Linked DNA regions of Mus musculus: regions 1, 2, 3, 4, 5 and 7 are each linked to region 6. Evidence: chromatin contacts called from public Hi-C, Micro-C and promoter capture Hi-C data. All regions are on one chromosome and are shown on one strand. Each heading gives the region's core, a stretch centred on a gene start, on an enhancer-like site or on the middle of the called end of the contact. The rest is flanking DNA. Distances are from core to core; before and after follow the strand shown. Region 1 holds the start of Serpina3i (serine (or cysteine) peptidase inhibitor, clade A, member 3I). Region 2 has its middle 21 kb from the start of Serpina12. Region 3 overlaps Serpina3n (serine (or cysteine) peptidase inhibitor, clade A, member 3N). Region 4 holds the start of Gon7 (GON7 subunit of KEOPS complex). Region 5 holds the start of Btbd7 (BTB (POZ) domain containing 7). Region 6 holds the start of Ppp4r4 (protein phosphatase 4, regulatory subunit 4). Region 7 holds the start of Gsc (goosecoid homeobox).

Region 1 (3,528 bases), core at 516-3,015, 730 kb before region 6:
CATTATCCAGAGAAATGAAGAGACTGCCAGGGTCACCATGAAAGGAAGAGAAAAATGTGGGGCTGTGCACCAGCCTGTGTTATATTAAAGTCTCCTCTCACGTTTTTAGATTGGCATAAGGATTCACTGGGAGGCAGAAACCATCTTCCATTGCAATTGTGTGCCAACACCTCAGCACCCCCCTTTAGTCTGGACTCAGGGAAGGAATCTCAGGCCAGTTAGGTAGGACAGGACCCACCCCAACCTATAGGCAACCTGTCCAAAAAATGTCATTGCACTGAGCTGGATCCAGTGCGTGTTTCTGGGAATTCGGATGTCAATTGACAGGAAGGACTGAAGATTTCTGCCTCAGTGTCAGAGCCTTGGAACCTCTGAGAACAGGTGCCAATTAGAAGGACCAATCGTGGAAGGTTCTTTTACTCCTACCAAGGTACCACCTGGTAGTTTATACCTTAGCTCAAAAAGGCTTTCTGATGGGACGAAAACTGAGTAGAGCCTAAATCTATCCCTCCGGGATCATATTTTATTCTTGCTTTGAGGATTTCTGTGTAGTAGCAATCCGATGAGTAGACATCTCTGGGCAACCTGTCAAAAGGCACAGGTTACATAATTAGTAATAATATCTATATTATATAGTATCTTCAACATGGGAGTGAATGTGATAAATGTCCAAAGGGCCATCTCCTCCATACACACATGTCCTGGGAGTTGCAGGCACCATGAAAGACTACAACTGATGGCTTGTGATCTTTTTAAAGACAGGGCTCCTTTTCAGCTTCTGCACAGATTGTAGGAGAGGTCAGAGGAAATGCAGATGCCATAGGGTGGAAGGGGGAGGGGGAGAGAGAGGAGTGGACAGGAAAGAGGACAATGGGAAAGGAAAAGAAAGAATGTGGAAGTGGAAGACAGATGGGCTGGTGGATGGGAGGCTGAGGGGATAGGATGAAGGAGCCAAGGGGAAGATGGGGTGGAGAAGAGACTGGGAGAGTTAGGAAAATGGACAGTAGGGGAGAAAGGTGTTTGGGCTTTTCCTCATGTCCCCAGGCACTGGCATGCCTGCTGAGGAGCCAGGGTTTTCAGCCACCTTCACTGTGTCAGACTGAGGCAACCATTTCTTTGGAAAAGCATCAGATAATACTTGATTTCAAGGTTATTTCCACAGAACACAGGCTACTCTGTTGGTGGAGCAGTGAAATGAGTCAGTAGCTGAGCAGTTGTCTTATCCCCCTGTCTAGGACAGAGTGTGGCCCTACTTTCTGCTCCATGGAATTTACAAGGGGAGTGGGGTCCCTGAACCTAAGGCCTCTGCAGTCTGGTGGGAGCATGGCAGTGGTGCTGACTCTGCAAATGGACTCTAACAATCCTGTCCCCTCCTGGCTTCTACATCAGCACCTGCATTAGCAAGGTCTCAGTATGGACCTGTGGAGGGTCAGAAGGAGCAGGCTCCATTTGCTTTCCAGGGCATAGCTCATGGCACCAGCAACTTCCATAGCCATGAAGACCCAGATAAGAGTGAAGATGTTCAGGCACTGCAGAAATGTTCCTGGAGTCCAAACTCATGCCCCAGATAAAAATCCTCACCCTCCCCAAACCAAAACCCTTGGTCATAGACAATACCACACAGCCTGTGAAGCCTTCTTCTGTCCCCAGAGAGAAGGTATCAGGGCCTTACCTGCAGAGCTGAGCCAGCTGCCAGTGTCTGTGATAGCTGGCTCCTGGTGGTCAGAGTTGCTGCCTTCCTGGTCTGTTGTTCTCTCCACTGCATGCCCCCACCAAGGACTCCTCCCACTTCTTAGGAAATGCTGATGAATACAAGCTGTGCTCTGGGCTCTGATGGGAAAAGGACAGACTGGGTGATTTCTGGGAACAAGCACTTACAGGTTTTATCTTGCAGAGCCATTCCCTGCTGGGAAAACCCCTTACTGTTCTAAATACAAACCAATGGGTGAACTAGTGTGGCTACCATGCCTATAACTGTTCAAAGGAGACTGTGGAATAAGGATGTGTAGTGAAGGCAAAAAGACAGAGCACAAACACAGACCACATTTCCCCAGGAGATATAAAGCTAACACTTGTCTGGTGTTTCTAATTCACTTCAAAAAGAAAACCATTCTGTGTCCATGCTAGCACATTTTTATAGGGAAGCTTGCACATTAATAAACACATTCCTCAATGTTGACAGGCTTTAGCCTGCTTCTATATAAGTGTCCTGTCATGCTAGAATGGGTACATAAAAAACAGAGACATGCTTTGCACTGTTTGGCTATCTGACATCTGAAGGGAAGCTGCCTGTGTCTGGCAGTGGAGGAAATCTGAAAGGTGTCTTTGTCTGCAGAGACTGACTGGCTGTTGACAGTTTCAGTTCTGTAGAGAGATTGGAGCATGGCAGGTCCTGACAGAGGCTCATTATCACCTTATCTTGTGATAAGTTCTACCTCTATGGAACACCCATGCATTACCTGCCTGTGTGTCAGAAATGACACCTGTGACAATAGGATCTATTAACTTAGCAACCAGCTAGCTGCAACCCAGGAGCAGCATGGAAGCAGATGATGACTTGAGTCTAGAGAGAAGCTTTCCCCATGCTGATGCAATTGACTCTCAGGTATCCACCCATGCCTCTTAAACTTGCCCAGGTTTGTGGCTTTCTTTCTTTTGTAAAGTCATAATGATTTTGTAGAAGTGATTCCTCATTGAACATGGAATTTGGGTGATGGAAATCTGTGTTCTCTGACAACTGTCATGCAAACTGGCTCTAGAATGAAGTATCCCTTACTCTTTTTAGGATGAGAGCTGTGGATTTTTTGTTAACAGTGGGGTGAGGGATTCACCAGCATGTGTTTGGTCCAAAGCTGCAGTCCCCAAAATGGAAGTGCAGGTCCTAACAGGGAGGATTCCTGATGCCTAAGGAAAGCCTCAAGTTGGCTCTACACACACCAGGAAAGAAGATGGCCAATGGTGTATTCTTGTTCACCAGGAGGAACGTTAACATTGCCATAAATATCAGCTACTTCAGGCAAGGGACCTAGTTCCTATTCCACGCAGATAGCCTGAATCATCTCAAAGCACCCTACACTGCTGTCATTTCAAATCTTTTTTCTTCTTTCAGATGTTGCTTCTTCTCTCTGCCTGCAGGCATGAGAGAGAGAGAGAGAGAGAGAGAGAGAGAGGGAGGGAGAGAGGGAGAGAGAGACAGAGAGAGAGAGAGAGAGAGAGAGGGAGAGGGAGAGAGAGAGAGAGAACCTTGCCAATGTGATTCCCAATAAGATCTCCTTCCTACCCACAGACTTTAATTTCTTCACATTCTTTGCTTACATTTTGTTCTGAAACCAGGGAAAGAACACTGGGCACTTTCACAGGGTCCTATCCACCCTAACTGAAGTGTCACTTTTGAGACTCCTGGGTGTTTCTGCTGAATTCTGCTGGCTCCAGTTATCTACAACATTCAACATCAAATTTTAGAGTTGGTTGTTCCAGCTCTTTCCCTTCCACAGTGCTGGCTAGGTTCACATTAACTTGAAACAAAGT
Region 2 (3,609 bases), core at 1,061-3,560, 530 kb before region 6:
AGGCCAAGACACTGCGAGTGTCAGAAAACGGTGACCTGGGTGTCAGAAAGACTGACTGGGAGAGCCACTTCCTGATTTAAACTTCTTCTTCTCCTTCTTTTTTTTTTTTAACTAGCTACCTTCTTTATTTACATTTCAAATGTTAGCCCCTTTCCTAGTTTCCCCTCCGAAAATCCCCTATCCCCTCCCCCTGGTCCCCAACCAACCCACTCCCAATTCTTTCCCCTGGCATTCCCCTATCCTGAGGCATAGAACCTTCACAGGACCACGGGACTCTCCTCCCATTGATGATCAACTAGGCCATCCTCTGCTACATACTCGTAACCACGAGTCCCACCATGTGGTGCAAAGCAACATGTTACAGTGTAATGATAAAGAACTGTGTGGAGGCGGTACTATTCCACTCCATTTGTGTCATTTGAAGCTACACTGCTATATTCTGACATGAGTCTCTGTTAGTCTTCGCTTGACTATATGCCATGCCAGCAACCTATCCTAGTTTGGGGATGCTCAGCTTTGATGAGAGAGTGCCAGTGTCCCCATACAATGCTCTCTCTCTCTCTCTCTCTCTCTCTCTCTCTCTCTCTCTCTCTCTCTCTCTCTCTGTGTGTGTGTGTGTGTGTGGGGGGGGGGTTTCTAAGAGAGGCACAGTTGCTGGAGTAGCAGACAGTCCCCGATGAGATGGTCAATCCTTAGCTTGAGTGTGATTTTACCCTCCCTCTGAGAATAAAGTGAATAGATAGTAAAGACAAAATCAGCAAGGGGATATTCAGTATTTTTCTGATGCCATAATAAAATTCCATAACCAAGACATTTTACATAAGAAGGAATTTATGTTGGCTTAAGGTTCCAGGGGCATAAGGGTTCATTATGGCAGGGAAGTGTGGCAGCAGGAACAGGAAACTGATAGATTATACCTTCAACCACAAGCATGACGCAAAGAAAGTGACCTGGGATTGGAGAGAAGCCTCCCTCAGAGACAGACTTCCAGCATGGCTGCTTCATCAAACCCCCAACAAACAGCGCCACCTACTGGAAACTGAGTGTTCAGCGGCCAGAGACAATGACAAACACTGCCTTTTTGAATCACCACAGAAGGCGAATCTATGAAGCTATGTAAACATAAAAGTATAGATCGCCACAGAAGGCGAGAGCGGGCACAAAGTACTCGCCAAACCCTGTGGGCAAATGCTCTCATTCTGAAACTCTTGGCTGGCCTCCTGGGTAAGCCTCAGGCAGATCAATCCTGTACAGAATGGGTCCCTGCAGAAAGAAGCGGGGTCTCCCACCCCTGCCAGGTCCTGAATGCTAGAGCGGCAGGTCTGGTTGTTTCCGTGGGGGCTTGAGGGCTCCCTTCTTTCTCTCCTCCTTCTTCTTTTACTATGCTTTTCAAGTCTTTAGGTTTCCGCTTCCGAAGATCCCTGTTGGCTAGGCCTTAGCCTCAGTCTGACTGGAGCCAGACTCCAATCACACATATACCCAGTTATACAGAGTCAGCTGGGCCTTAACTGATTCTCCCTCTCCCCTTTCCCCCTCCCCTTCTCCCTCTCTCCCCCTCTCCCTCTCTCCCCTACTCCCCTTCCCTCTCCCCTTCTCCCTCTCTCCCCCTCTCCCTCTCGCCCCCTCTTTCCCCTCCCCCTCTCTCCCTCTCCCCCTCTTCCTCTCTCCCTCTCTCTCTCCCTCCCCCTCCTCCTTCCCCTTCCACTCCCCTTCTCCTTCCCCTCCCCCTCCCCCTCTCTCGTACATTTATACATGTGTGTGTGTGTACATGAGTACATGCAAATTATGCATAGAAGAGGGGCAATCAGTAGAGAGCTGTCAGACCTGGAAATGGAGAGAGAAAGCACACCAAAACCTGCACATGTTCTTAATCAACCCATAGACCTGGTCCAGTGTCACCATGGGCTATAGCCGATCATGGCTATGGCTGGCAAAGTCTGGTTTCTTTCACTCTCAGGGTCCTCAGGCCCAGCTGCTCCAGAGTTCAATGCTGAGAGCCCTTCTGTGGCTGCTGGCTAGGATGGCCATGGTAGGAACTATGGGGCAGGGGGGCTTCTGCCAGCCAGTGACTGAAGGCCAGCATCTCTGAGGTTTGGTTCACTCTCTGGATCTCTGAAGCTGAGAGAATCTTGTCAGTGGTAGCTCGGGCTGCCTTCTGTTACATTCTTCACTGGATAAAAACAAGCTTTGTTTGGGCTTAAGTTTTCTAGAGAAAAATGTTGCAACAAAGAGTCATTGTGAATCACAGCCCCAATCTGGTAGTGTATGTATCCAGACAGAAGAGGCACTCGTGTCAGAGGGTTAGTGTTAGTGACTCATCCCCAAGGAACTAGTGCTAGCCTGAGCCTTGCCTGTCAGGATTCTGAGCCCTTAACTAACTATTGGTGGTTCCCACAGCTTCATCTTCTGAAGCGTCTTGGTCGCAACTGCACAGTTGCTGACTCTTCAATTGCCTTCTCCCTGCTGCTCTGTTGGTCAACTTCCCAGAAGGCTTTGCTCTTCATGAAGCAGCCCAGCCCACTTGGCTGTGATGAAGACTGCAAGCCGACAGTAAAAGATGTGTAGAGAAACCTTTATTTGAGACCCAACGCTACCACACCAGGGAACAGCCACTGAAAAGAAACCTCTCATATTGACCCTCAACTACTGAAAACCAGTCTGCATGCAGAGCCAGAAAAGGGCGTGTGGATCCCTGGCACATAGCTTCCAATTCAACCGCAGCTTAGATGATATGCACTGTCGAGTTTCTCATCAGTGCCAATCACAGGCTTTCTGCTGAGTCATTGGAGAGGAAAAACATAGCTCCTCCCATCCCCAGTGAGAACAGCTGCAAGCTGGGAAGGGTCTATCAGCTGTCAATCAAATGGCTGACTGGCTTACTTTTGACAATATTTGCTCATTTAAAACCTCAGAAGAGTGCTTATAATGTACACCACACACAAAATTAACATTCTCAACAGTGCTGAGTGACCATCGGAGCACACACTGGCAGGTTCTCCACTTGGAAGCCAAGACAGGAGCATAGAGAGTTCCAGGCCAGCCTGGGCTTCACAACAAACCCTGCATCAAAGAACAATAGCAACAAAATAGTACTTAATTCCTAGCCAAGATCCCAACCCTGGCCCTTTTGGGAACTGGATCTCCCAGATTTTTTTCCCTGGCTGAATTCCCTTCTTCTGCTCCTCAAGGGTCTCCAGGTCTGACTAGAGCCAGCTGTACCAGCAAAAAGCTCACCCCAGTATGGATGACAACTTATGAAGACACATCCCTGGACTTCCTGTCCAACTTGTAGGCAGCCCCACTAAGGAGCATCTCCTACCCACTCATTCTTTGCTGCCTTCATTGCTTAGGTAAGGACCTGCGACTCTTAGGAGTCTTATGAGATGAGCTCCCTCTCAGGAGCCACGTTTTCATTCTAAGTGGTTGCTGAAGATATGAGGACAGAGAGGAGATGGCTCTTTGGAAGAATAGAATACTGAGATATGATTAAGGTGAATGTAAAGGCATGGTAGGTCTTAGGAGGGAGATATGCAACCCCCTACACACACGCACACGCACACACACACACACACACACGCACACACACACGAGGTATGCTGAAGTCTTAAC
Region 3 (3,805 bases), core at 117-2,616, 880 kb before region 6:
CAGAGGCAGAGGCAGAGGCAGAGGCAGAGGCAGAGGCAGAGGCAGAGGCAGAGGCAGAGGCAGAGGCAGAGGCAGAGGCAGAGGCAGAGGCAGAGGCAGAGGCAGAGGCAGAGGCAGAGGCAGAGGCAGAGGCAGAGGCAGAGGCAGAGGCAGAGGCAGAGGCAGAGGCAGAGGCAGAGGCAGAGGCAGAGGCAGAGGCATCTCTTTGAAGCCAGCCTGGTTTACAGAGTGAGTTCCAGGACAGCCAGAGTTATGCAGAGAAACCATGTCTCAAACAACAACAACAACAACAACAACAACAACAACAACAACAACCACCACCACCACCAACAACAACAAAAGGTTCCCAAAATCCAAACAAACAAACAAACAAACAAACAAACAAACAAGAATTTTTTTCCTCTTCTCCCCCATATAGTTCTGGGAGCTCTCAGTGTGGCACAGCTGTCAGATGAAGGGAGCTGGGTGGGTTAGGTGTCTATACACAGCCCTTTCCTCAAACAATAAAATCCCTCAAGCTGCTTGTCAGTGACAGAAAAGCCAAAATGGTGACCCTGGACCACAGTAAAACTGTCACTAATTACATCCACAGTCTTCATAGATGGGTTTTTCTTTTGGGGAGAACACTGGAATTTGAACTCAGAACCTGGTACATAGAAAATGCCCTAGCACTGAGTCATTCCTGAGCAGGTGTGTAATGTGTGTCTGTGTGTTTGTGAATGTGTATGTGTGTACACGTGTGCACAACCCTCTTCTTACATTTTTGTTTTGCTGCAGCGCCTCACTAGGTTGCCCTACTGACCTTAAACTCCCTGTCAGATTTTTCCTCCTTGGCCCCAGAAGGTGGAATGTTCCAAAGGATACTAAAATGTGCTTCTATTTCTCCTCGCTGTGAAAGGACAAAGCCAGGGAAGTGGCAAGGAGGGATTGCAGCTGGCCAAGTCCTCCTCAGCAGGCCTGGAGGTGACAGAGAGGAGCTCTACTCCCCACCCCCACAGACTCTGGGCAGAGCCTGGTGTCTGCGACTCCATCTTTGACAAAAGTTCCCCTGCAGCTGGGCCTTTCCTCTGCTGCCCAGCCCTTTCACATCCTTAAAGCTCAGAGAACCTCCCTCAGGTCTCACATTTCATTCCTGCCTAGGAAGGTTTTCCAGTGTCTAGTTTTAAGCTATGTTAGTCACTGCTCAACAGATTGCATGCCCATTGATGAGTCATCCCCTCCCTCCTCCCCTTAGCTCCTGACAACCGTTAGAACATCCTTTATACTCACGAATCCTCCTGTTCTGGATATCACATGTCTGTGACTCACATCACACAGGCCCTACTGTGTCTGGCTTCTTTCCCTGTGAGCATATTGGCAGGCTCACACACAGAGTGTAGGAAATGGCACCGCCCTCATTTGTCTAATGTAGTAATAGTGTGTGGCCTGAGCAAACTCTGCTCATTCATGCATCTGTTGGGGGACCCTTGATTCACAAGCCCTTTGCCAGCTATGAGAAGCATGGTGGACGCTGGCTGCAGTGCCTGCCATGTCCTTGCTTCCTGTTCCTCTGAGTACCTGCCTAGAGTGAGATTGCTGCATCAACCTCTCCAAGGACGATGCACCATTCTCCAATTCCTACTGCTGCATAGGAAGGCTTGGAATTCTAGCTCTCCTAGGCTGTGACAACCACACATCACCTAGAAGGACAGTGCTGTAGAGGGTTCATCACCAAGGCAATTTACTGGCCAAGAGACAGGGGACCACTCTGCCCCTAGGGAATGAGGAGAAGTACACCCTAATATCTAGGTTTTAGACTCGCATGAGAGGTAGATTCAGACTTTGGCCACAGGTTCCAGACCCAGCTCATCTCACAGGCAGCATTAGATGCATTCAGCACCAGGCTCCTTAGACACCTGGTCTGAGAGCAGAAAGGATGGAGGGATATAGCTGGATCATGTCAGTACCCATGGAGTGCATGTGGTGGTCAGTTTAAGGTCTCAACTGACACTTAGGCACATTGTAATGGTTGGGATACTGGGCTGCTTTCAATAGAGGCCCCCATTCTTATCTCAATCCAAGGTCTTAATGGTGTAGCATCTCAGTGCTGGCCAGGGAAGGGATCATGTGTGTGTGTGTGTGTGTGTGTGTGTGTGTGTGTGTGTGTGTGTGTATGAGTGTGATTCTCTGCTGACCACAGGTCCACCTGTCAGTGTGTGTTCTTAGGTCCCTTGAGACTCAAATGTATCCCAACCTGGACAGCTTTCCCTCTGCCTGCAGGCCTCTGGCTGTTTCCAGGCTCCCAGGATTCTCCTTGGACACCACCCAGCAGCCCACACGAAAGCACCTTGGCCTCTGTCCCAGGATACCTTCCATCTGAGCAGAAATACTTAGACCTTAGAACAGAGCTCACATCCTGGTCCCAGGCCCCTTGTGCCGTCTTGAAAGCATCCAGAGTCTTGTTTTATCACCCACCTGTTCACCACCACTGTCAAGCCTTAGGAACAACAGACTTCTCAGCTTGGTGAAGGTTGGCTGTGTCTGAGGCGTCAGCAAACTTGGAATACCATAATAACTTAGCTGTGTGTCGGGGGAAATGGCTAAGCTTCTCTGTGCCTCAGTTTCCTCATCCATAAAGGGACTCATAATAGCACAGAGGCCAGAGGGCCATCCCAGGAGTCACAGAGTGTGAGTGACAATCTCTATGTGCCTGTTGTCATTAGAGGCTACCCCTTGCCAACAAGAGAACACTGCTACATTCAATGCAGTTATATGTTTATTGATCTTTTGCTCCTACCTCTTTATTCTGGTTGGTGGTGTTCCTCTTTTGTGTGAGGTTGGTCAGCTGGGAACTAAAAGAAAGGCTACTTTGTTCTAAGTAGGAGTGCCAGGGGAAAGGAGCTGCTCTGACCCACAGGCCCCATGCAGCTGCAGAAGTGAGGGCTCTAACTCTGTGCCAGATGTGGACAAAGTGAGGAGATCCTGCAGGGGGGCAGTGCTGGAGGCAAAGCCTGGAGAAGTGAAAGAGTGAGGCAGACTGGGCACCAAGTAGTCCTAGATGCTGCAGATAGACACGGGGCAGCAAGCTTTCCTCTTGGTCCATATGGGTTGGCCTGTAAGGTTGCACAGTCCCATCAAGACAGCAAGGCTGAAGGGAGACATAACCAGAGTCTAAACTGGGACTGAGCTTACTTGATGGGGCCCAGGCTTTTGGGTGGAGGCAGATACAGGGAGAGAGCAGGGGTAGGGGACAAGACAAATTTCAGGCTCAGGAACATGGGCTAGTGCTACCAAGAAGTCTGGGAGCATGGCACTGACTTCCCACAGGGATGTCTGTGCATGAGGTTATAACACAGTTAGTCACTATCTAATCCAGGCATGCCAAGGCCAAGCAGAGCATGGAAGCCAAAATGCACATGGAGACCCACAGACAGGCTCAATGCCTGGCTCCCGGGAAGAAGCGTCAACACTTGGGGAGTTCTAGTCTCATTTGGGGTTGGCTATCTTGGCTATAAAGGGGGCAATTTCAGTTTCTGTGTCAAAGATCATTATCAGGAAAGGCCGATTGAAATATACAGTCAGAGGGTACAGTTTCGCAGACATTGGGACAAATTTGACTCCAGTGGCAGCAGCTGCTTCTGTGCCTGTCTCAGCCACGTCCAGCACAGCCTTGTGGACCACCTGTGGGGAGAGAAACACATCACTCAGTGGAGACCAGGGAGGGTAGGAGAGTGGTCTGGAGCAGGCAGTAAGTGCTGGCCTCATCTGCTGGGAGGAATTTCCTTGTTCCTTCCCTGGGCTCTAACCCTGCATTTCCAAGTCTCTG
Region 4 (3,423 bases), core at 271-2,770, 770 kb after region 6:
ATTCTGAACTGGGCCCTGGGAGAAGAGCAAGGAAGGGTAGGGGATAGGGATGGGGAGCCAGGTGCTACAGCCAGGAGACCCAAGAGAGCTGCATAAACAAAACGGCTGCATTATTTAGGGAAGGGAAGCTGGGGGAAGGGTAGCCCGGCTCCTGGGCTGGAGAAGTCTGGGAAAGTGGATTGGGTATGTCTGCCAGGAGAGTCCCGGAAGGGACAGAAGGGCAGGGAGAACCAGGAGGCCACCATCGGCTTTGATATGTTAAATAGGCACAACAGCAGAGTCCAGGGTTTGAAACCTAACAATGATCCTCCAAATTTAAATACCAGCGACCATGCTGTGACTACTTCTGGGATACAAGATTTATTCAACAATTTTACAGTGCAAACCCAACTTGGTCAACGAAGACAACTAGTATTATGACTTCAGTCCACGCCACACCATAACTCCAAGTCCCTTCACTCCTACCCCAGTCTCCCACTCCACCCATGGGCATAGTTAGCCTGTTTCCTTCCACCAATTCTCATCCTTGTTGTTAAGTTTCCTTCCTACCCACCCTTTTCCACGTTAGTACTTAAATGTACAGTATGCGTCACTAAACACTACATCTCAGCCCCTCAAACTCTCTCGTTCAAAAGGTCCCACAAATGCCAAACAGATCCTTTTCTCCTCTTGGCTTTCCAGTCCCCAGAGAGAGGGGATGTCACATAGCACATACACACGAAACTTCATTTAACCAGAAAGGGGGTGAGGTGGGGGCAGCTAGCAGTTAAACTAGACTACAGGAGTGTCCGGAAGCCGAACCTCACCGGAAGATTTTCAAAGCCGGCCCACTTTCCCTTTACTTTTCCCCATCTGGTCCCTAATTAAGATTCTTGGGCGGTGGGAGAAGTGGAGCGAAGAATATCTGGGTTTGAGAGATCACGAGAACAACCTCGTGAAAAGCAGGCCACCAAGAGGCGACAACTGGAGGACCGGAGCCTGCAGTGTACCATCAGCGGAACCGAGGGACAGCCCTGGTGGCGACAAGCTGAGGATGAAATGGCAGCCGGGCCGGGGCTGTAGAAGCACAGAGTAAAGGGCCGCCGTGAGTGGGCCCGGCCGCGGCCAGCGGGAAACAGACAGGACGGCGGGAGCAGCCGGGCCGCGCGCACCTGCGAGTAGGAGCACTTCTCCGAGTCGCTGCCGCCCAGGACGGCGCACGCCTCATTCTCCAACTCCTCGTCTTCCTCGAGCACGTCCACCAGCGACACCACGGGCTCCAGCTCCGCCTGGCACTCGGTGGGGCTCTCGGCTCCGGCCATCCTCAACTGTCACCGGGCTCCGCTGCGTGGGCCCAGGAGGAGGCGGGAAAAGTGGCCGCCGCCAGGGGCGTCGCGAGAAGGCGGGGCCCCGTGAGGAGGCGGAGCCCGAGCACCAGACAGCCAATCCTAAGGAAGGACACGGAAGAAAATGGGCGGGCCAATTTCGGGAAATCGGAAGTCATTCCTCCTCCTCCTCGCCTCTCCCGCCCGCCCCGGCCGCAGGCTGGCTTCCGCTTCCGGGTGGCGTTTCTCCGAGGCGCGCTGTTGAAGCTGAGTGGTCGCCATGGAGCTTTCGGGCGAGTACGTCGGTTGTGACGGGGAGCCGCAGCGGCTACGAGTGTCCTGTGAGGCGTCGGGAGACGCGGACCCTCTCCAGAGCCTGTCGGCGGGCGTGGTCCGGATGAAGGAGTTGGTAGCGGAGTTCTTCGGGACCCTAGTGGAGCAGGACGCGCAAGGCTTGGCGGAAGATCCGGACGACGCTTTGGATGGTGAGCGCGGGGGCGGGGCGCCGGGGGACACTGGCGGGACCGGGCAGTGTGAAGGGCAGGCTAGAGAAGGCGAGCCCCGGAGAAGAGGAGCAATCGCTTCTAAAAATCCTTAGAACTCGCTGCCCTCTTTGTCTGATATCCCACCGCCCCCCGTTTTTGCGACTTTTCCCACCAAAAAAAAAAAAAAAAACCGTGGCGAGCGTTGGACTAGGGACTGGTCAACGGACGAAGTCAGCTTGACTCCCTTGCAAAGAACGCAAAGGATTAAGATAGGCAGAGAAAGTGGCGGTCTGTAACCATTGCTAGCTGGCACGAAGACCCGAAAGGGCGGGAAGGTAGACCTGGTTGTTGAAAAACGGAAAGGAGTGAAATTAGAAACGAGAAAACGTGTTTGACAGAATGAGGAGAGCTTCGAATGACCGAGGCCCACTTTGTTTTAGGGAATCTTAACCCTCTCAGTTTTGTAGCTATTGTTTCGAAAGTAAAAGAGTTCTTTTTAGTTTAGCTTTTTGGTATTCTTAAATTAATTGATCGTTTCATTCATGTATTAATGCATTCAGGTCATGGTCTCTATCCCCCGCTGAACCCTTCTCGACAGGGCTCCTCGCCTTTCTTTCCGGCCTTTTTTTGTCACTGGATTTATTTAAGGATATTTGTATGATATTTACTGGAACTAGGGCAACACAGCAGTGACTAGACCACTGAAGAAAAACAATGACTCCCCCGCCCCCCATTAACCGCCAACCGCTCCTCTGAGAGGGGTGGCGCCTCATGAGCCCCCCCCTTCCTTGATGGAATGTTTACGTTGCCATCTTGTGCTGCCAGAGTTTAAGGGCTATATAATGTCCGAAAGCACTACAGCCCTTCCCGTCCTCTTACTTTCTCTCACCCCCTCTCCTGTTGTAGAAATTAACTGTTAATTTTGGTGGCTTGGGGTTTGTTTGCTTTTAAAGATGGATGTTTACCTGCATGCTTGTCTGTACACCTCTTATGTGCAGTGCCTTCGGAGGCCAGAAGAGGGCATCAAATCCCCTGGAACCAGAGTTACAGATAGTCAAGAGGGTGCCTCGTACATGCAGGGGAAAAGTAGGTGGTGCTCTTAACCACGGAGCCATCTCTCCAGCCCTAGCTCTGTTAATAGGAATAAAATTATTTTGTAGACATTGTCACCATGTAACGGTTAAACCAGCCTCGCTTTGGATTTGCAGAGACCTGCCAGACTCTGCCTCAGCAGTGCTGGAATTAAAGAAATATGCCACCACACTCCACTGTTGTTACATTTATTTCTAATCTTGAATTGAACACCAAGATAGATGTTTCATTGTTCTGAGCTAAGGAGTCAATTCTTCTGCAGAGGAGATTAAACTTCCGTATTCTTTATAATATAGTTATTGGCTGTCATTAAAAGGAACAATAAGGGGCTGGTGAGATGGCTCAGCAGTTAAGAGCACTGACTGCTCTTCCAAAGGTCCCAAGTTCAAATCCCAGCAACCACATGGTGGCTCACAACCATCCATAATGAGATCTGACGCCCTCTTCTGGTGTGTCTGAAGACAACTACAGTGTACTTACATATAATAAATAATTTTTTTAAAGAAACAATAAAAAGTATTAGCTAGATGTATTATTCACGG
Region 5 (3,440 bases), core at 725-3,224, 650 kb after region 6:
ATAAAAAGTGACTTACCTCAAAGGGAAAGGGTAAGACTGACTCCTGAGTTTGTCCTCTGTCCTGCACAACCACACACACACACACACACACACACACACCCCCCACATATTCAATTAAACAAAAAAGAAAGAAGAGAGAGAGAGAGAGAGAGAAAGGAAGGAAGGAAGGAAGGAAAGAAGAAAGGGAAGGAAAAGAAAAGAAAAAAAGAAAAGAAAAGAAAAAAGAAAAGAAAAGAAAAGAAAAGAAAAGAAAAAGAAGGGGCTGGAACCCTTTTTACCACAAAACAGGAAAAAAAAAAAAAAACCTACAGAAGCCAAACCCATGACAAAATTTCATTGCTTCTATCCTTTGAAACTTATCTAAACCTGTATACAACATACCACCAACCAGGAAAAAAGAAGAAGAAGAAAAAAAACAGACTTGCAAAACACAGTTTTTATTCATAGAGAGCCAAGGGCATGGAACCTCAAAAGCAAATTTCAAATCCATCTCCCAGAGAAGTGGAAAAGGGTACATTTATTGGACCAAGTTCCACAAGCTCTAACTTGACTATCATGACCCATATATCAGCAATGTTGCACACAGTCAACTGAACGAAGTCGGTCATCAAGCAAAGTGGATTGATGGGCCTGATGATACACACCCTTGTAATCCCAGTGCTTTAGGTGGAACTAGGAACAGTTCAAGGTCAATTTCAGCAAGCCAAAGTTTAGCCTAGGCTACATATGGGTCTCAATACAAATACTTTTCCCCTCCCATACCCCAATCCATTGAGAAAGTAAATAAGTGTTAAGGGCTGGTTAAATCTTTAATTGATTAGGTTAAATCGAGTTAATTTATTGAGGAACTAAGGACAGGAGCTTTTTATTCAGAAGTCCTTTTTAAAATGACCATAAAGAGGCCCAAAACATGGAACAGTGATTTAAAGCACCTGTTGCTTTTGCAGAGGGCCTGGGCTCGATTCCCAGCACCCACATGGTGACTATACCACCATCTGTGACTCTAGTTCAGGGGATCTGTGGGCACCCATGTGGCGCACATACATTCAGGCAAAACATTCATACACATAAAAAATTAATCTAACACTATCAAAAAAAGAAATGTAACAGGAAAGACTAGGGAAAGACGGAAAACGCAAATTCCTGAAGGACACTGCCTGGATTCTTGGCTTGGCTTGCCCGCTTCCCTAGCTGTAAAACAGTGATAATAACGCGGGTCCCAGCTACCTCAAAGGGCAGTTTTGGCATCCAGACAGAAACCATGTATTTAACTGTGTTTTGAAAACTGTAGGGCACTCCATAAATGTAAGCCGTTTTTGTTACTGCCTCGCTGTAATTATGGCAAAATCACAAACAAGGGCTGTTTATGGAAGAGATCTGGCTCTCCCATGGGGGGCACTGTGAATTCCATCAGCCTAGTTCTTTGTTACTGAAACTTTTCAGTATCTTTTTTTTCTCAAATACTAGGTAACTAGCAAAGTACTACATATAAAAGTACCAAGAAGACAAAATAGTTTTAGAAATTCTTAACAAAAAAGAAGCCACAGAAACGCAAAGTCGGCCAGGAAGGAATTTTCCTCCGGATCGCAGTTCTTTTTGAGGCAAGCATTTTATGCCAACACCCGGTGGGTGGCGGCTGCCCAGAGGAAACGAAACAGTGGAACTGGCCTTCCCCTGCATAGCGATGATTATTCCATTTAGATACAAAGAATAACAAGCTACAATTCCCGGAGCTGTGCAGGATGCTGCAACAAGTACCCCGCGCCCCTTCGCACCTCCCTCGGGCAGGCAGAGCCAGAAGAATGCGCGCGCACTCGCCTCTTGGCCTGAGCCCCTGGGAACGCGCCTCCCTAGCCTGCCCCTCCTCCCCAAGCCGGCGCGCCGACGTCGGGTCACGTGACGTGGGCGAGCCGACAGCGGGGGCGGGCGGGGCCGTCCGGCTCCGCAGAGCGGCGCAGGCGCGCCAGGGCCGCGCGAGGCGAGCCCCTCCTGCTCCCTGTCGGAGTCAAAATGGCGACGGGGGGAACCTGGAGTGGTCCCGGAGCCTAAGCCACTGACAGGAGAGGGGAGGGCGGCGGCGGCGGCTGGAGGAGAATGGCCGCGGGGGCTGGCGCCAGTGCGGACGACGGCGCTGGGGGCGGCGGCGGCGGAGGCGACGGCAGCGGTCCCAGCAGCAGTCGCGGCGGGAGGAGCCTCCGAGGTGAGTGTCCCTCGGTGTCCGAGGCTTGAGGAGCCGTCTCGCCGGCCCCGCGCGGCCCGGGACGTCCGGCTGCCGGCAGGGGCGGTGGTTGGGCGTGGTGGCGCCTCGGCCGAGGCCCGGACGCCGCGGGGTTGCCGAGGCGCTGGCCAGCTCGGCCGTCTAGGGCCCAGCGCGCCGGCGGCGGCGCGGGACGGGGGCCTCCCGGTCCCCGCGCCCTGAGGGGCGGGCCGGACAGCGCGCCGCCGAGCGGGCCGTGACCGAGGCGCGGCGCTCAGGGCCGGAGGGCGCGCGGCTCCCCCACCCCCGCCCGGGTGGCCGCCGGGACGAGCCCCTAGCGCCGGGCTGCGAGGGGCGGGACCCGCCGCACCCTGCGCTCGGGAACCCACACCCGGCGCGGACTCCTGTTTACGGGCTGCGGGGTGGGCGTGAGGCCGCTGGGGAGGGCCGGAGCTTGGGGGGGAGGGGGGAGCAGGCCTGGGGAGGACCACTCCCCGCGGGCGAAGTGAAAGCGTCCCGGAGTGAGTGCTCTGGGAGGACCGAGACTGGCGTTGAGCTTTGACAGGTAGGTGGGGGAGACAATACGGAGCGGAGCTTCGGCTGGAGCCGCGGAGGCTAAGCTAGCTTAGCTCCCGGGAGGACTTGGCGAAAGGCGTGCCTACCTTCCCTCCTGCTCTGCTGTTTCTCCCTTCCACGCACTCACACTCTCGCTCTCGCTCACACTCCAGGGTGAGAACTTTCTCGCCGTCTTCGGAGAAACTCCGAGGAGTGTTGTATCCGCTTTGAACCACCACAGCGCCTCTCCCATACCAGCACACATAATAAGTACTCTGGAGTAGGCCGAATTTGCAGAGCAGTCTCGGTTCTCTGGCCCAGGGCACTGGCCCCTCGGCTCAAGCTTCTTACAGTGACGGAGCAAGGAAGAAGCGTTTTTTGCAGATAAATTAGCTTTTCCAGCAGACGTTATCTTTTGTCTCTGCGTAGCGTCTATGGCTCACCCATTACTCACATTGTCTTCTTTGTAAGTCTGGAAGAAAGACTTGAAGTTATATGAACCGTACATTCTTCATAGCAGCTGTGATTCGACTGGTCTTGGAATTTTGGAGTCAGGAACACCTTTAGAGATTGGGCGTGTTCTAAAGTGGGGGAATTGGACGCGGAAAGGTGCGATTCTGTGGGTCATGTAGCTGGGGAGGGGTGAGACCTAAACTAGGATCTCGGCTTCTGCAGGTGAGGAAGAGCT
Region 6 (3,616 bases), core at 467-2,966:
CATGCAAAAAAGTACCCTGTTCAAGGGGAACAGTCCGTCTGAACACCCTCAGCAACTGAGACATGACATTTCAGAAACAGCTCATGTTTGCCCAACAGGCAAAGGGCAGCAATTTGCAAGAAAGAGTGAGACCTACCTGAGCAGATAAACAGCCCTGTCAATATCACTGAGATCTTCATCAACAGTCAGTCTTTCTATTTCTTCTGGTGTCTGTCAAGGATAAAATGCAAATTAGGCACACAAACATTTGGTCACTGTTGGCTCCCAAAGACCCTTGAAGACCCTATTGGTAAAAATTCACAATTATAGCAATGACAACTAATCTGGAATCTGAGGATTGTTCTACACCATATTAAACACAGATCTCCAGTTGAGTGCTGAGAGGGGGGACTATCTGTACTCTTCTGCCTTATAGACTGTAGGACCTCAATGGAATCAACTTCATTACACATACATACCACATGTGAACATATTTACCTATATATTCACATATTTTTTTGTCTTCAACGCAGTACCCCAAGCCGCTACAACATTTTCCACACTGGGAAATGCTTTAAAGGGGAGTTGAATAAAACAGAAAGGACAAGCTTTGTAGCTCCTGTTGGGAACCGAATGAACTCAGACGGAAAGAAAATCAAAGGCTCTAGAAAGGTAATGAAGAACTGGCAAGAAGGGTAGGGAAGGGGCCCATAAACTAGGTTTGTCATCTGTGAGGATGAGGGTTGAAACCCCACAAGGCTGGAAAGATGACTCTGCGGGGTTGGGGAGCGAGGTAGGGGGGGAAACAGAAGGTTGACTCCCCTCAAGGGGGCTGGGGAGCAGGGTCCCGCCTACAGTCCTGGAGGACCTGGGAGGAAAAGGATGCATGGTGACTCAGGATGGGAGGCAAGGGTTGAGGAGAAGCTTTCAAACCCTAAACTAGGGCGACTCTGGGAAGGGTGCCTCTCCTTGGAAGGTGAAGGAGGCCATGCTGCACGGGGAGACCCAAGCTTGATCTTATGCAGAGGTGGGGGTAGGACCGTGAAAGGATGGGACCTGAGACGTCCGGGCGAGAGATGGAACTAGGGCTGTGTGAAACCCAGGATGGGCCAGCGACCAGAACCTGGGACAGCACCACGGGCTGAGGAGCTGGCTGCGGAGGCTGGCCCCGAGAACAGCGGCTTGGCCGTTCCTGGGGGAGGCCGGAGCCGGGTGGGGCGCAGGGCTGGCCGCAGTCGGGGGACCAAGTCGGGGGGGCCCGGCTGATTCCAGTTAGTCAGGGGCAGGTTGATTTCAGTTCGGAGACTGGGCTGGCCGTAGTCAAGGGACCCAGCCGGCTCCAGTCAGAGGAAGGGACTAGCCTCAGTCAGGAGGCAGGGCTAGCTCTAGCCAGGGTAAGGGACTGGTTCCAGTCAGGGGTCAGGGACAGGCCGACCCTTGGCTGCGGCAGGGAATGAAGCTCTGAAGCGGCTGCGGTGACAGGGCGACTGGCGCTGGAGCGCCGAGGGGCAGTCGGACGGCGGGCAGCCCTGAGGGGAGCGTCTCTCGGTCCCGCGCACCTTGAGGCTCCGGCGGACCGGCCTCTCGATGATGGTGAGCTCCTGCAGGTCCTCCATGTAGCCAAACAGGCTGTTCTGCCCGAAATCCATCGCGACGCCGGCGTCGGGCGGCGGCGGATGCATGGACCGCCGAGGGGCTCCCTCGCCGGCCCGCCCGAGCGGCCCCGGGATGCCGGACGCGCGCAGCCCCGCGCCGCCCACCAGAAGGACTCTCTGGTCCCGCTCTCGGCCGCGGGGAAGCAGAGCAAGAGGCCGCAGGCGACGAGAACACGAGCGCGGCGGGAGCCGGAGAGCAGCGCACCGAGGGGGCGGGGCGGGTGGAGGGGGCGGGGCGGGTGGAGGGGGCGGGACCAGAACAGGGAGCCGCCTCAGCGGCCGCCTCGGCCCCGCCCCCGCCCGGGGTCTGCGCGCGAGGTAGGACGCAACTGCCGCGCAACGACGCTCCCTGGTCCGGCTCCCTGGGCCCCCGCCCCACCCTTATGGGGCGAGCCCCGCCCCTCGGCGCGTGCGCAGAGCTCTCCGCGTCCCCAGGCGGCCAGGAGGCGGGCCGGGGGCGGGAAATGGGCGCGGGCAGGCTGAGCCAATGAGAGTGAAGCGGGGGAAGTGTGCAGTGTGCTGGGCTCCTCTGCACCTGTGAGAGTGACTTTCTGGTTATTTGGTGGCTGCTCTGCTGGCCTGCTTCTGGTGTAGACAAGCCCCTGCTAACTCAACTCCCGGCCTAGGGACCCTCGAGTGGCCAAATCAAGCTGGTTTAGTGCCTAGTGTGTGCCTGAGGATAGGAGACAGGTATATGCGAATACAGTTCTGCAGTCCTGACGTTGGAAGAAGGAAAATGTCCCAAAATGCCTTCTTTAAAAAAAAAAAAAAAAAAAAAAAAGACCTATACTGAATCCTGAAAAATCAATAAGGATTTACTAAGAGAGGTTACAGCCAGCCCTTTCGGATAAAACTTGGGCCATGATGAGTGCAGCTCTTCTTAGAGAACTGGGAGGTAGTGCTTAGCACAGTGGGTAGAAAGAGATGTGTAAGACCTCGGTGGAGCACTACCTTGCTCTTGCTCTAGGGGAGCACATTGATTCAACTCGCTTACATTTGGTTCTAGTCAAAATAAGACAGGGAAGGGTTGGAGAGATGACCCAGTTGTTAAAAACACTGGCTCCTCTTCCAGAAGACACAGTTTCTATACCTAGCGCTACTGTAGGGACTAGTAAACCCCTGAAAGTCCAATTCCAGGGCCCTCTTTTGACCGCCTGACAATACGCAGACGTGCACAGCCATTTACATAGGTAAAAGTGCCACACCTGACACTCAGTTCCATCCATTGGACACAGTGAAAGAAGGGACTGAGTCTTACAAGTTGTCCAATGACCTCCACACTCACTCCATCTTACAGGCATGCACACACACACACCACACACATGATGTCTCAAAGAGTAAGAACACTTGCTGGGCAGTTCTAAAGAAATGAATTCAGATCCTAGCACCCACATTTAATAATAATAATTTTTAAAAAGCCAGCATGAGCCTGTAACCCCCACACGTGGGGGCTGAAGACAAAAGGACCCCAAGAGCTTGCAATCTGCCTTCCACTTCCATGAGAGACCCTACCATGACGGAGAAAAGCAGGGCAAGACACTGGATAGCTTCCTCTGGCTTCTTCATGAAACAAACCATTAGCTCTCAAAGCCAGGACAAAGGGCCAAGGTGCCTATTTGATACATCCAATCGGACCTGGTCTCCAGGTTCTCCTAGCATCCCTCATTCCCTGCCTGTTAGAGGGTATGGCTAGCACACTCTGCCCTCTACCCTGAACTCCCCAGCCCAGGGGCTGCCTGCCCTTCCCCCCAGAGGCTCTTCCCCATATAACCCAGACATCTTGGTTACTCGCCCTATTTGTACCTTTGACCTGGCCGCTGCACCTGGTTCCCTCTGCCCCTTCTCCCAGCCCTTCCCCCTGCTCACATGGCACAGCTCCATCTGGTCATGTTCACTCTGGATTCTCCCAGAGGTCCCTGCCTCTGGCTATGCTCTGCTACAGATCTAGCATAAACTTTCTCTTCCACCATACTTAGTAGCAG
Region 7 (3,581 bases), core at 932-3,431, 940 kb before region 6:
TGGATCTGAGTCCCCTTTCAGAAGTTTCAGGGGTTCAGGAATCTACCCCAGGCTCTCCTGTTTCTGCCTGTACCCCTGTAAAGGTCATATAAGAGACCTGCCCCTGCATGCGCCTTATCCACTCACAACCACCAACACAAACGAACACAGCGAAGTCACTGCAGCCTCCAGTTCTTGTCAATCAATTTATCTCCCTTTAGAACCGAACGTGGGAAAATGTTGGAGGGCAGCAGGTGTGTCCTGGAACCTGGTGACAGTAAAGTCATTGTAATGGAAAAAGGTCACTTCTCTAGGTGGGCTTGGCCTTTCTGAAGCGTTCCCGAGAAGACTTTGTTTCTCTTAAAACAAAAACAAGAAACTGTCACCTCCCCAACTGAAGCCGGTCTCTATCCAATCCTTACCACCACCCCCAATTTGCAACGTAAGCAAATCAAGTGTCCTAGGCCATGCGTGGGTGGGCTGGAGGGCACGGAGGTACACGCTTTCCTAAGTTCCGGGTGGCTGCTCCCACGCACTGCCTAGTTCTGCGCCCAGGCGGGACCAAACTTACCGCAATGATTCTCTAACCCAGGAAGAGCAATAAGGAGAGGTCCCAGGATCTCCTCCAGTGCCAGGGAGGACTTAGCATTTATTGTACGGCTTTAGACAGCGTTGAAGTTATCTCAGACTTATCAGTGAGAGAGGAATCTCCACAAATGGTATGGAAGTCCTCTACCCAGGTCTCTCCTGGAGTAGCTGGAGAGTGGCCTGCGCGATGGCGGTGCAATTCCCGGGCTGGCACCGGGACGCACGACTTTGGGCCTCTGTTTTCGTTCTGCCCAGAGGGTCGCCTACCTTCCCGCAGGTCGCCCAGCCGCCAGCGCGCAGATCTAGGCTGGCTGCGCCTCCCGCGGTTCGGCCGTGCCTCACGGAGAATCCCGCAAATCATCACGGCCGCCCGCAGTGGCCCGACTTTTGTCCAGGCCGCTGGGGTCCCCCGGAGGCCAGCGCGGGCCTGGAAGGACAGCTAGAGGCCTTTCGGAGAGCTCGCTGATTGAGAGAGGGACGCCACTCAATATGTTGAGAAAGGAGACAGGCAGTCCCGGTAGATCCCACGAGAATTAAAGCCAAAAAAATTTTTTTTGGGGGGGGGGAAGGCACCCCTTCTCCCAGACTAATAATCAAAAATACACAGAACCTATCGGCACCCACGCGGGAAGCCTCTGGAAGCATCGCTTCAGAGCGCTCCTCTGGGTGGTGAATTTTAAAGACTGGCTGAATTTGCTCTTCACTGGTGTGTTAGGAGCTAGGGAGAGTCAGGGTAGTTTTCAGACCCAGAGTGACCGCTTTAAGAAGAAGAAGAAGAAAAAAGACAACTTGTACGAAGGCGGACGCGTTTCTACTTTCATGGTTTTTGCTCTGAGAAAATTTGGCTTTCGCAAAAACAAAAGATTTTGGGAAAGAGACGGAGGGGGGGGTGGAGAAGTGAAATTAGGCAGTGAGTTCACGGGGTAGGGGGTTGGCTGCGGGGGGGGGGCACTTTCAGTCTTAGTTGAGGGAGGACACAGCCACCCTCATTTCTTAAAAGCAAACAGATTCCGAAAGAGAGTAAAAAGTAGTCCTAAAGTAAAATTAGCCACAATGAATTTGAGCTACAACCATAGGAAATCGCACCCCATAATAGAGAGAAAAGGGTCGGGGCGGAGAGGTCGGCGGCGGAGTTGTTAACGGCGGCAGGACAATAGTATTAATAAGATTAACCTGGGCAATTAGGCCGCCCGCCCAGCAAGGCCGGGGCCGCGCCGGGGCTGCCGAATGGAAAAGATTAGGTTAATTTCATTAATTCTCAATCCACAATCTTTTTCAGGCCCTGTGGCCCCCCTCCTCTTGGCATCTCTCCCCCTCCCCTGCAAGCGCCCCCCGCCCACCCCCACCTCCCCATTCCACACCACCCAAAGGAAAAGAAAAGGACCAAATCTGGTTCTGTTTGTCATCTGCATATTACCAGGAACTAAATCCAGGATGACGTCGACTCAGTATAAAACCAACAAGAGGTTGAGCCGGTCGGAGCTGCGTCCTACCCGCGGGTTGAGTTCAGCTAGGCGGCGGCGAGGGGAGGAGAGGGCGGGAGGAGGGAGTTCGGACGCAGGGGGCGGGGAGGGGCGCGAGTTGCGCGCTCGCCCGCGCTCTCTTTCGGTTTGCTCGCCCGCGGGAGCAGAGAGTGGGACAATTCCCAACCCCCACCCCAAACAACACCACTTGGAGACTTCTTCTTCTTCGGCGCGTCCCCGCCGCCCCCCGGTCCCGACGCGGGGCTCGGGGATGCCCGCCAGCATGTTCAGCATCGACAACATCCTGGCCGCCCGGCCGCGCTGCAAAGACGCGGTGCTCCCGGTGGCGCCCAGCGCCGCGGCTCCGGTGGTCTTCCCGGCTCTACACGGGGACTCGCTCTACGGCGCCGGCGGCGGCACCTCCTCGGACTACGGCGCCTTCTACCCGCGCCCTGTGGCCCCCGGAGGCGCGGGCCTCCCGGCCGCGGTCGGCAGCTCCCGCCTGGGCTACAACAGCTACTTCTACGGGCAGCTGCACGTGCAGGCGGCGCCCGTGGGCCCGGCTTGCTGCGGGGCTGTGCCGCCGCTGGGCGCCCAGCAGTGCTCCTGCGTCCCGACGCCCCCAGGTAGGGTCGCGATCGCTCGCGAGCCGGCCTTCGCCACTGCGGCAGTCGGTGGCTGCCGGGGCATGGACGCGCGGTTTGCTTGCTTTACTCACCTGGCACCAACTTTCTCCCTTTGCAAGCCTTCCCCGTTCTCCCATTTATTTATTTATCTTTTACTTTTAATTAATTAATATATTTTTGGGTCACCGGGTACGGGGACTTTGCATACGTCTACTGTAAACTTTAGGTTAGAGTTTAAAAAGCCGAGTCACCGGGAGTCTCGGGGCGACTCCACGCGCGCGCGGGAATGAAGTGAGGACGCGGGGAGATTCTAAAGTGCCTGAACTGGCTTTTGGATGTGTGCAGGCAGACGCTCCTTCCACGTCTGGGCATCCCTGGTCTCGGTGCCCCCCAAAGACATAGCGCCCCTTGCAGACTTTTTTTATTTTTAAGTGAGCGAGGGCAGCGAGCGGGTTGGCTTACGGTGCCGAGGGAGGATGACTGACTCCCGTCCCTCTCTCTGTCGCAGGCTACGAGGGCCCCGGTTCTGTACTGGTGTCTCCGGTGCCGCACCAGATGCTGCCCTACATGAACGTGGGCACGCTGTCGCGCACTGAGCTGCAGCTGCTCAACCAGCTGCACTGTCGGCGGAAGCGGCGGCACCGCACCATCTTCACCGATGAGCAGCTCGAAGCCCTGGAGAACCTCTTCCAGGAGACGAAGTACCCAGACGTGGGCACTCGGGAGCAGCTGGCCAGGAAGGTGCACCTTCGGGAGGAGAAGGTGGAGGTAGGCAAGAGCCCCAGCGGGGGTGGGCTGGGGTGGGGGCGTCTAGCGGTCCTTCCCTGCACGCGGCTTTTGCCGGGTCCTCCTTTGGGATGTGGCCACTCTAAGAGCATCCCAGAGGCTGTGGCCTGGAGGCTGCCCGAGGGTACTTTAGGCCCAA

Evidence for each region. Promoter capture Hi-C pulls out the DNA fragments that hold promoters and counts their contacts. A called contact is a pair of places that touch in the nucleus more often than the background predicts.
Region 1: a promoter capture Hi-C map of embryonic stem cells shows a contact between it and region 6, with 4 times the contacts expected there. The contact joins the promoter of Serpina3i here to the promoter of Ppp4r4 in region 6. A contact is called at or near these places in 2 of 39 promoter capture datasets (the 3T3-L1 cell line and embryonic stem cells).
Region 2: a Hi-C map of adipose-derived mesenchymal stem cells shows a contact between it and region 6, with 2.8 times the contacts expected there. The contact joins the enhancer-like site here to the promoter of Ppp4r4 in region 6. A contact is called at or near these places in 4 of 484 Hi-C or Micro-C datasets (the HL-1 cell line, adipose-derived mesenchymal stem cells, cerebral cortex and 1 more).
Region 3: a contact with region 6 is called in a promoter capture Hi-C map of second pharyngeal arch cranial neural crest, with 5 times the contacts expected there. The contact joins the enhancer-like site here to the promoter of Ppp4r4 in region 6. A contact is called at or near these places in 18 of 39 promoter capture datasets (the 3T3-L1 cell line, 3T3-L1-derived adipocytes, the C10 cell line and 11 more), 1 of 15 datasets of contacts at CTCF or cohesin (pro-B cells), 10 of 484 Hi-C or Micro-C datasets (the 3T3-L1 cell line, the G1E-ER4 cell line, the HL-1 cell line and 7 more) and 1 of 115 datasets of contacts at active chromatin or transcription factors (astrocytes).
Region 4: a promoter capture Hi-C map of pre-B cells shows a contact between it and region 6, with 3 times the contacts expected there. The contact joins the promoter of Gon7 here to the promoter of Ppp4r4 in region 6. A contact is called at or near these places in 1 of 39 promoter capture datasets (pre-B cells) and 1 of 484 Hi-C or Micro-C datasets (muscle stem cells).
Region 5: a contact with region 6 is called in a promoter capture Hi-C map of pre-B cells, with 5 times the contacts expected there. The contact joins the promoter of Btbd7 here to the promoter of Ppp4r4 in region 6. A contact is called at or near these places in 1 of 39 promoter capture datasets (pre-B cells) and 2 of 484 Hi-C or Micro-C datasets (embryonic stem cells and pre-megakaryocyte-erythroid progenitors).
Region 7: a contact with region 6 is called in a Micro-C map of embryonic stem cells, with 4 times the contacts expected there. The contact joins the promoter of Gsc here to the promoter of Ppp4r4 in region 6. A contact is called at or near these places in 2 of 39 promoter capture datasets (hippocampal neurons and liver), 2 of 484 Hi-C or Micro-C datasets (both in embryonic stem cells) and 1 of 115 datasets of contacts at active chromatin or transcription factors (stem cell-derived neural progenitor cells).

The regions. Positions count from the first base shown.
Region 1 is chr12:104,261,359-104,264,886 of GRCm38.p6, reverse strand. It overlaps Serpina3i (serine (or cysteine) peptidase inhibitor, clade A, member 3I), which reads right to left and starts at 1,765. Exons shown (of 6, transcript NM_001199940.1): 1 at 1,673-1,765; 2 at 452-585.
Region 2 is chr12:104,063,877-104,067,485 of GRCm38.p6, reverse strand. No RefSeq gene overlaps it. Among named protein-coding and RNA genes, the nearest start is that of Serpina12, 21 kb to the right of the region's middle. Within about 2 kb of position 2,310, at least 103 of the 459 cell types and tissues checked have an H3K27ac peak or open chromatin away from gene starts, as enhancers often do. A contact at or near this core is called in the HL-1 cell line and adipose-derived mesenchymal stem cells, where this site is marked.
Region 3 is chr12:104,413,267-104,417,071 of GRCm38.p6, reverse strand. Serpina3n (serine (or cysteine) peptidase inhibitor, clade A, member 3N) reads right to left here. Exons shown (of 5, transcript NM_009252.2): 5 at 2,743-3,660. The coding sequence ends at 3,466. Among named protein-coding and RNA genes, the nearest start is that of Gm24334, 4.2 kb to the left of the region's middle. Within about 2 kb of position 1,366, at least 100 of the 459 cell types and tissues checked have an H3K27ac peak or open chromatin away from gene starts, as enhancers often do. A contact at or near this core is called in the HL-1 cell line, palatal mesenchyme and uterus, where this site is marked.
Region 4 is chr12:102,755,907-102,759,329 of GRCm38.p6, reverse strand. Gon7 (GON7 subunit of KEOPS complex) reads left to right here and starts at 1,520. Exons shown (of 2, transcript NM_001142938.1): 1 at 1,520-1,789. The coding sequence starts at 1,585. It overlaps Gm20604 (predicted gene 20604), which reads left to right and starts at 1,520. Exons shown (of 2, transcript NM_001142939.1): 1 at 1,520-1,789. The coding sequence starts at 1,585. It overlaps Ubr7 (ubiquitin protein ligase E3 component n-recognin 7 (putative)), which reads right to left and starts at 1,355. Exons shown (of 11, transcript NM_025666.2): 1 at 1,152-1,355. The coding sequence starts at 1,301.
Region 5 is chr12:102,876,976-102,880,415 of GRCm38.p6, reverse strand. Btbd7 (BTB (POZ) domain containing 7) reads left to right here and starts at 1,974. Exons shown (of 11, transcript NM_001377026.1): 1 at 1,974-2,200.
Region 6 is chr12:103,530,665-103,534,280 of GRCm38.p6, reverse strand. It overlaps Ppp4r4 (protein phosphatase 4, regulatory subunit 4), which reads right to left and starts at 1,716. Exons shown (of 25, transcript NM_028980.3): 1 at 1,539-1,716; 2 at 137-210. The coding sequence starts at 1,661.
Region 7 is chr12:104,471,836-104,475,416 of GRCm38.p6, reverse strand. Gsc (goosecoid homeobox) reads left to right here and starts at 2,181. Exons shown (of 3, transcript NM_010351.1): 1 at 2,181-2,656; 2 at 3,165-3,424. The coding sequence starts at 2,302. It overlaps Gm10000 (a long non-coding RNA gene), which reads right to left and starts at 1,887. Exons shown (of 6, transcript XR_381874.2): 1 at 835-1,887.